Regions from separate parts of the Mus musculus genome. Here all the other regions are linked to region 3. The links are chromatin contacts, called in public promoter capture Hi-C maps. All regions are on one chromosome and are shown on one strand. Each heading gives the region's core, a stretch centred on a gene start, on an enhancer-like site or on the middle of the called end of the contact. The rest is flanking DNA. Distances are from core to core; before and after follow the strand shown.

Region 1 (2,700 bases), core at 6-2,505, 600 kb after region 3:
GGAGTTAAAGGTATGCATCCTCTTCAGGCTTGGCTTTCTTTCTGTCCTTATCTCTGTCTTTGTCTTCCCCTCCCTCTCTGTCTCATTCCACCTTCACCTGTTTCTGTTACTCTCTTATGTTCCTCTGGCCCTGGCTCTCTGGGGTCTCTCCCTCCTTCCCCTCCTGCTCTGTGTCTGGTCACTACTACCTTCCTGAGCCCTGGCTCCCTCAAAGGCCAATGGTGCAGAGCTTCCCCCTGCATCCTCAGTGGGGGATGGAGTGACCCTTTTGGGAGGTTGTTGCTAAGACAACAGTGCCTTCTCCTGCAGGATGCCCTTGCTGACCCTGAGCCCTCTCCCCTTCCTGAGCTGTCTGGGACCACTGTGCACCCTGAGTTCACCCAAGCCCCTCTCTGCTCTTAGGTACCTACCATTTGCATCAGCCCTGGGGTGGGTCCTACAGGCCAACTAGGGCATAGCCTGTAGCAGACTTAATTAAAGCTGCAGCATCTGCTAACAAGCATGGACCAGTACAAGCCCAGCCAGTGTGTGCTCTGGGCTCCATCTCACAACCTAGGGGAAGCTTATGTTCCCACCTTACGTGGGTCCATGGTAGACAACACCTGTGGCCTTAGCACTTGGAGGATAGAGGAGGGAGAGGCAGGCAGGCGTTCAGGGCTATTCTCAGCTGGATAGCTAGTTCAAGAGCGTATTGAATTAGAGGCCAGATAACTGAACTTTCTCTCCCAAAGGTCCCCACCACGAGGAAACCCAAGCCCAGCACATATCCTGATGGGTGGTCTCTGGACTCCAGACCTTAGGGTCACTCTCTGCTATGTCCCCAGTTCTTCCAAGGAAGTATGGTATACAGTAGGACCTCAGTAAAAGCAATAAAGTCAGCCCAACTCAGAGCCCTCCCCAAAGAACTAGCTTTATGGTCCTCACTGACCTCAGGTTCATGATGGGGAAACTGAGGTCAAGGGTCAAGGTGCTTGCTCCTGGGCTACCTGGCTGGGGACAGACAGATAAGCAGAGTTGGTGCTTCCAGGATGACTGTCCCCTGAGAAGGTCTGAATGCGTTCAGTGGCCAGATAATCTAGTAGGAAGGTACAAGGGGAGTTTGAGCTCACAAACCAATCTTGTTTCTAAACTTCTGGGTTTTCATGAGCAGCACAGTTGGAGACAAGAAACAGTAACGTGGCCTCCCCTGATTTCCAGAAGTGCCTGCTCCACCTTCTGACCACAGACCACAGACCCGGAACAACTTTCTGGACTGAACCGTTGGGTGCCTCCTGCACCTGCAGACCTCACCAGAAAGATGCCATCCTCTACAGCTATGGTGCCTGGGACAAGAGGAGGCTGGCACTGTCTGGTGCTGACTACAGCAGCTGCCCTGACCCAGCTCATGTGGCTCCCTGGTGAGAACTCCAAATGGCCATTAGACCCTACCCAAGGTGACCAGGCTCCCACACAGGATGCACGTGTACTCTTGCTCAGGCAGGAGGCTATGGGGTGGGGGTGGGGCAGCCAGTAGGGACTTCAGCCACCTCAGGTACAAGATCGTGGAGACTGGGCTTCCTAGCTTTTGTTTTGTTTTGTTTTTATTTTTGTGTGTATTAGTGTTTTGCCTGTATGTTTGCATGCCTGCAGTACCTGGAGGAACCAGAAGGTGGCATCAGATCCCCTGGAATTTACAGTCGGTTCCAACAATCATGTAGATGCTGGCATTAGAATCTAAGTCCTCAGTAAGACCAGCCAGGGGTTTTAAATAACGAGCCATTTCTCCAAGCCTCCTATTTTTTAAAAATTACATTTATTTATTTTGAGAGAGTACATGTAGATAGTGCTTGTCACAACCAGTGGAAAACTTGCAGGGGTCGATTCTGTCCTTCTACCATAGGGGTTCCTGGGATTAAACTCAGATTGTCAAGCTTGGTAGCATGTGCCTTTGCCTGCTGAACCTATCACAGGCCCAAAAGGTCTCCTAGCCTCAGTCTTTAATTATCTATCTATCTATCTATCTATCCATCCATCCATCCATCCATCCATCCATGTCTGTCTATCTGTTTGCTTTCAAGACAGGGTTTCTCTGTGTAGCCCTGGCTGTACTGGAACTCACTTTGTAGACCAGGCTGGTCTCGAACTCAGAAATCTGCCTGCCTTTGCCTCCCAAGCACTGGGATTAAAGGTGTGCCCCACCACTTGGTCCCCTCTATTTCTCTTAAGTAAAGTGGGTTTCTCGTGGTCCAGGCACCTTGAAATAGCTGGGCAGCTGAAAAGGGAATCACCTTGAATTCCTGATCCTCCTGCCTCCACTTCCAGAGTTCTGAAACAGCAGGCCTGCACTGCTACACCATGCTTATGTGGTGCTGAGGGTGCCTGGGACTGGCTTTGTCTGTCTGTCTCATCTCTGTCTCTGTCTCTGTCTCTGTCTCTGTCTCTGTCTCTGTCTCTGTCTCTGTCTCTGTCTGTCTGTCTGTCTGTCTCTCTCTCTCTCACACACACACACACACTCACTCTTAGGCGAGGTCTCATCATGTAGCCCTGGCTGGCCTGTAACTCTCCATGTAGACCAGGCTGACTCTGAACCCACAGAGATCCTCCTGCCTTTGCTTCCTGGATGCCTCCCTCTAGGTTTGCCCCTTCCTCTCAGCCCAGCCTCCACCCCTACTCCCTGCCAGGGCTGTGCTCCATTGCCCTTGATTTACCTGTCCTGTCCTT
Region 2 (2,700 bases), core at 11-2,510, 570 kb after region 3:
TGATCCAGGCAGGCTGAAGGACAGATGTGCACGATGTTTCCAGACTAGCAGATACCACGGCAGGATTAGGAAACTCAGGGCCTGGGTCTCGAATTGCTGCTCTCTAGAAGGGGGTCTGTGGGGCTTCCGGCTGGTTCCTCCCCAACCCTCTGACCCTCCCTTACTCATCCAGGAAATGGGAATTCTCCCTGTCACATTCACAGAAAATTTCATATGAAACGATGACGCCTTCAGAAACACCCAGCGCGAAGCCAGGTACAGAGAAAGAGGCCTACACCCCAGTACTCAGGAGGCTGAGGCAGTGGGATTGCTATTCGTTTGAGGTCAACTTTGGCTACAGAGTGAGACCTCTCTCAAAAACTCAAAGGTAATCATGTAAAACGCCCAGGAACACGGACCGAACAGGTCAGACCCCACCATACCCCTCTGGCAGCCCACGGCCTGTGTGTGGGGCCTGGGCATAGTGCTGGGGTTCCTGGCCTCCCGTGGGCGGGCTTGTGAGGTCCCTCTGAATCTCTTGTCTTCCCTTCTTCCCTCCAGTCCGTGGTCCCCCAGCTGGACTCCAGGGGCCCTTGACAGATGTGGTGCCCATCACCTACCATCGAGGAGACAGTCAAAGCCAGGGTTGAGACAGCAGTTTTCCCAAAGCCCCCTTGGGCCCCTTCATCCCTATTTAGCAGAAGTGGGCATTGAAGTGCAGTGCATATCCAGTCCCACAGGTCGGATGGATTTGAATTAGCACCTCCCTCCGTACATCGTAGGTACTCCACCATACCAACCACCTTTCATGGGGAAACTGAGTCCTGAAAGGGCCTCTGATTGAGCCCACACACCTGACATCTCAGTACTCAGGAAACTAATGCAGGAGGATTACTTAAAGAGTTTGAGGTCAGCTTGGTTATAGGCCTTTTACTCAAGTCTGGAATACCCAGTGTGTTGGGAACACAGGACTCCTAGACATCTATTTTATACAGATAGGGCAACTGAGGCCAAAGGAAAAAAAATTCTCCAAAAAAAAAAAACATGAAAAAAAAGGGGGGTACTCCTCTACTATGCAGAACCTGGCTCAGAACTTGTGGGCTATCTGTGAGGACCTCTCTACTCTCAACATCACAGCCCAAGGACATGGGTGTGGAAGATGTGGAGACCGAGGCCCGTGGGGGTGGCTGGCCACAGCTGTCGCTTACCTGACCAGGTGCCGCAGAGTCCTGGCGAAAATGCCCAGTGAGGGCTGCAGCAGCCGCAGGGGAGAAGTTTCTCCTGTGCTCTACAGGACCCAGCCTTTTTATGGCTCCACCACTAGGAGGCCGCACCCCTTCCCGCCCAGGTGAAACCCAAGAACTTCAGCAACCTGGCTCTACACACTTTTTTTTTTTTTTTTTTTAATTTGTTTCTCTGGGAAAGTCAAGAACATGGGGGTGAAGGGCGGGGCCTTGCCACACGTCAAAAGCAGAAGGGGGCAGCAAGGGCACTTCAGCCGAGGCTCAGGGCTTGAGGAACTCAGGCAGACTCAAAGGAGGAGGAAGACGGGGGTGCCATGACCACGGCCATAGCTCACCCTCAGGAAAGTGCGCCTCTCCTCCAGGCCACGGGAAGGACAGGACACAGACCCCGTGGCCTCTGCTTGAGCCCCTACTGTAGCTGCGGGTAGTGACGGGGCCCGCAGGAGGCCCTGCACCCTGCTGCACACCAGGCTGGGGTCCCAAGGAAAGGGACCTAGACCAGGCGTGGTCCTTTGAAGTTGAGTCAGCTCCTGTGTGCAGGGTTGTGCCTCTGGGGACCAAAGTGGCTACTGCTGCCTGCCCGAAGGTTGGTGACCCTCTGCCAGGCTCCCGTCAGGCCAGGTGGCAGATGGGGGGGGGTCCCTTACTCCCACCCAAAGTGTGTGTGGAGCAGCCTAAACCTGCCTGGATATGCTAGGTTTTGTGGCGCTGGCAGACATACCCACTGACTTCTAGGGTATGGGGGTATGTGGGAAACCCAGGACCCTGGTCCAAACCAACTAGAGAAGAGGGCAGAGGTGACCCCAAAGCTCCCAAAATTAGCACCAGGAAGAAGGGCCCAGTGTGTGCATGGTGGGGGTGGGGGTGGGACTCAGGACAGGGAGTGGCTTGGCTGGCCAACAATGACTCCATCCTGCGGGTGATTGTTCTATCCCCGGTGAAGAGTTTCCCCTGCTTTGAGCTCTGCTACCTATGGGAGGGGATCCACAGGTGCCCATCCTCCTCCCTAGAACTTCAAGACTTTGAGTCCCCAAAGAACTGTGGCCTCACTCCACCTGCCCACATTAGGTCGCTGGCGCCTTGGCCAGGGAGACCCTTTCTGGTCCCCTCGAAGACTCCCCAAAAGTAACGATAAGGCACAGACAGGCTGGCCTGGGGCGGCAAGGGGACACCAGGCTGGGACCACGGTGGGCATAAGCCGCCTGTGTAAACCTGCTGTGACCTGGACTGAGGGGTCCCCATTCTTAGAGGGGCTGATATGGGCTGGCCTGTCTCTCACCAAGGGGTGACCCACGGCTCAGAGGTTCGGGGTGAGTGTGGAGTGTGGTGACGGGCAGAGCACCCCCCACCCGAGACTCGAGGTGCATAGGGATCACACACGTGTCTGGGGCCTGTGAGGCGGAGGGTGAGGGTGGGCAGGCGCCGGGGAGGGCCGGGCTGCTGGGTTTGAGTGTGGAGCATAGGACGGGGACCGGGG
Region 3 (2,700 bases), core at 72-2,571:
CAGGAAGGCATGGATTGGGGGAGGGGCACTGTTGTGGCTAAGAACGCTGCAGAATGGAGCGGCCTCTGCCCCAGACCCTGGGACACAACTGACCTGAGGTTGCAGTCAGCTGTAGGCAAGGACCCAGACAAGGTCCATCCTGTTCCCTGTTCATGAGAAATCTCAACAGGAACTCTGAGGTATATGCAACAGCTGGGGACAGTATGGCCCTGGAGGTAGGCAGAGCCTGTGGAAGAGGCTGCCTTCCTCAGAGCCCAGCATCTCCAGTGAGGGTCGTCTCAAATGATTATGGGCAGTGTCTGCTGGGAAGCGATTCACCCCACAAGTTCTAAGTGCTTATGTCTAAGTTTGGGTGTACACAACCCCCTCCACCCCCAAGGATGAGCTGTTGGGAAAGGCTTGACTTGGGGAAAGGGACCTCTGGCTGCCCAGACACCATGCCAGGAAGGACGTGACTCGGGGAATGGGTCCCCAAGTCATTAAATGTGCTTGGGATAGAGGCGCCGTCGTCAGGAGGAGGACAGAACCAGCTGGAAGAACACAGCACAGGAGCTGGCGCCACCCTGTTACTCAGAGTGGGTTCCATGACTGAGGGTGAGGTGGGGGACCAGAGTCAGTGTGGTACCCTAAACTAGAGAGTCCCCAGGTGCACATAGGTAGAAATCCCCGGCTTCTGGAGGGCAAGGACAGCCTGGGGCAAGCCAGGTACTAGAGAATATTGCCTTTACGATGTAGTCACAGTGTAGGGGCTGATGTGAAAGAAAACACCGTGTGGCTGCGAGGTGATCCCTGCCAGAGGGTCCCCAAGGTCTCCAGGCACACGGGGAGGATTTCCCTGCTCTCGAAGAGCGAGGACTGACTAGAGAAGAAAGACACAGGAGGGGGACTCCACACTTTTGAGCACAGAGATGATTTTGTGGGATCGGGGAAGGGGAAACACAGTGTGGCCGCCAAGTGATCCCTGATAGAGGTCCCGAAGGTCCCCTGGCGGGCACTGGGAGGAGGCCGGGGAAGCCAGGGGTGATGGCGAGGGCTCCTGGAGCACACGACCCTCCCCATATCCCCGGGACGCACCAAGGTGGCTCAGAACTGCGGGCTCCGCCGACCCACCTGTGGCGCCTCCCGCACGTGCGGGCGGGCCAGGGGGAGGGGGAGAGGGAGGAGGAAGGGGAGGGTCCGCACCCTGGGCGGGGGCGGGGCAAACACGTGACTGCCGGCCCGGCCCGCGCGTGCGCAGCGGCGTTGCCCATTGTTGGCCGCGGTGACGTCGCGGGGCGGGGCCGGGGCGGGGCGGCGGGAGGGCGGAGGGAGGGAGGGCACGAGCGTCCCGTGCCACCGCCGCCGCCGCCGCCGCCGCCGCCGCCGCCTCGGCCGCCCAGGAGCCGCCGCCAGCCCTGCCACAGCGCCACCGCCCCGCAGCCCCGCGTCCCCGCAGCATCCCCGCGCCGCCGTCCCCGCCCCGCCGCTGGATGCCGGCGGCCGGCGGCCGAGCTCGCAGACGCGGAGGGCGGCGCGGGCGGCGGCGGCGGCGCGGGCCCGAGCGCTAAAGCCATGCCGGGCTCCACCGGGCAGCCCGACGCGGGCGGCGCGGGAACCGGGACCACCGCCGGCGACCCCGGGCATCCGCACCCTGCACTCGCGGGAGCCGAGGATGCCGCGCCCCGGCCGCCACCCGAGCCCGACGACGCGGCCGCTGCGCTGCGCCTGGCGCTGGACCAGCTGTCCGCGCTCGGGCTGGGGGGCGCGCGCCCCGGAGATGAAGGGATGGCGACACGCAGCGCGGACGGGGCGACAGAATGCGGAGAGGATGAGCCCGCGCCCCCCGACGAGCTCGAGGTGGCCGTGGCGCCCCCGGTGACTGGTGCGCCCTCGATGGGCGTGGGACCCTCGATGGCCCTGGCACCCTCGGTGACTTGTGCACCCTCGATGGCCCTGGCACCCTCGGTGACCAGTGCACCCTCGATGGCCCTGGCACCCTCGGTGACTTGTGCACCCTGCATGGCTGTGGCACCCTCGGTGACGGTGGCACCCTCAATGGCACTGACACCCTCGGTGACCCTGGCACCCACGATGGCCGTGGCTTCTTCGGTGGCCCCCGGCGGGCTGCCTCTTTTGGACCCCGACGTGAGCCCCCGGCCATCACCCCCAGACGTGTTCGCCAGCTTCGCGCCACACCCGGCTGCCCTGGGTCCCTCGACGCTGCTGGCTGAGCAGTTGAACGTGATCGGGAGTCGCAAGAAAAGCGTGAACATGACCGAGTGTGTGCCGGTGCCCAGCTCGGAGCATGTCGCGGAGATCGTGGGTCGTCAGGGTGAGTGGCTGCCGTCGAGGAGTGCAGGGGCGCGCTTATTCTCCTGGATAAATATTGAGGGGGGCACGTATGTATTGGTGGGAGGAAGGGACAAGCTGTGGCCCGTTCTAGCCCAGGGTGAATGTGACCAGGAGACCCCAGGGACACGCCCCGTGTGGAATCTAGGCCTCGGTGGATTTCTTGGCGCCTTTGTTCAAAGCTGCCGGCTGCTGCAGAAGTTGGGCACTGCCCAAGCTGTGGCCACAACCGCGGCCTTTGTCTGGGTTCCTAGGGACAACCACAGTCCATGTGCCATAGCTGGGGGACACCTTAGGACATAGGCCCCTTAGAAGCAGCTAGGGCTGCCCCCCACCCACCCACAGATAGGCATGGGGCGGGGCCAGCTTAGA

Evidence for each region. Promoter capture Hi-C pulls out the DNA fragments that hold promoters and counts their contacts.
Region 1: a contact with region 3 is called in a promoter capture Hi-C map of fetal liver, with 6 times the contacts expected there. The contact joins the promoter of Prss57 here to the promoter of Mex3d in region 3. A contact is called at or near these places in 4 of 39 promoter capture datasets (embryonic stem cells, fetal liver, pre-B cells and 1 more), 2 of 484 Hi-C or Micro-C datasets (CD8 T cells and embryonic stem cells) and 1 of 115 datasets of contacts at active chromatin or transcription factors (pancreatic cancer cells).
Region 2: a promoter capture Hi-C map of pre-B cells shows a contact between it and region 3, with 2.9 times the contacts expected there. The contact joins the promoter of Misp here to the promoter of Mex3d in region 3. A contact is called at or near these places in 3 of 39 promoter capture datasets (embryonic stem cells, hippocampal neurons and pre-B cells), 1 of 115 datasets of contacts at active chromatin or transcription factors (double positive thymocytes) and 3 of 9 other capture datasets (adipose tissue, embryonic stem cells and liver).

Annotation. Positions count from the first base shown.
Region 1 is chr10:79,787,540-79,790,239 of GRCm38.p6, reverse strand. Prss57 (protease, serine 57) reads left to right here and starts at 1,255. Exons shown (of 5, transcript NM_001042710.1): 1 at 1,255-1,397. The coding sequence starts at 1,298.
Region 2 is chr10:79,819,581-79,822,280 of GRCm38.p6, reverse strand. It overlaps Misp (mitotic spindle positioning), which reads right to left and starts at 1,260. Exons shown (of 5, transcript NM_030218.2): 1 at 1,188-1,260. It overlaps Palm (paralemmin), which reads right to left. Exons shown (of 9, transcript NM_023128.4): 9 at 1,385-2,700.
Region 3 is chr10:80,386,272-80,388,971 of GRCm38.p6, reverse strand. It overlaps Mex3d (mex3 RNA binding family member D), which reads left to right and starts at 1,321. Exons shown (of 2, transcript NM_198615.2): 1 at 1,321-2,311. The coding sequence starts at 1,552. It overlaps Gm30823 (a long non-coding RNA gene), which reads right to left and starts at 1,212. Exons shown (of 3, transcript XR_380610.3): 1 at 1,075-1,212.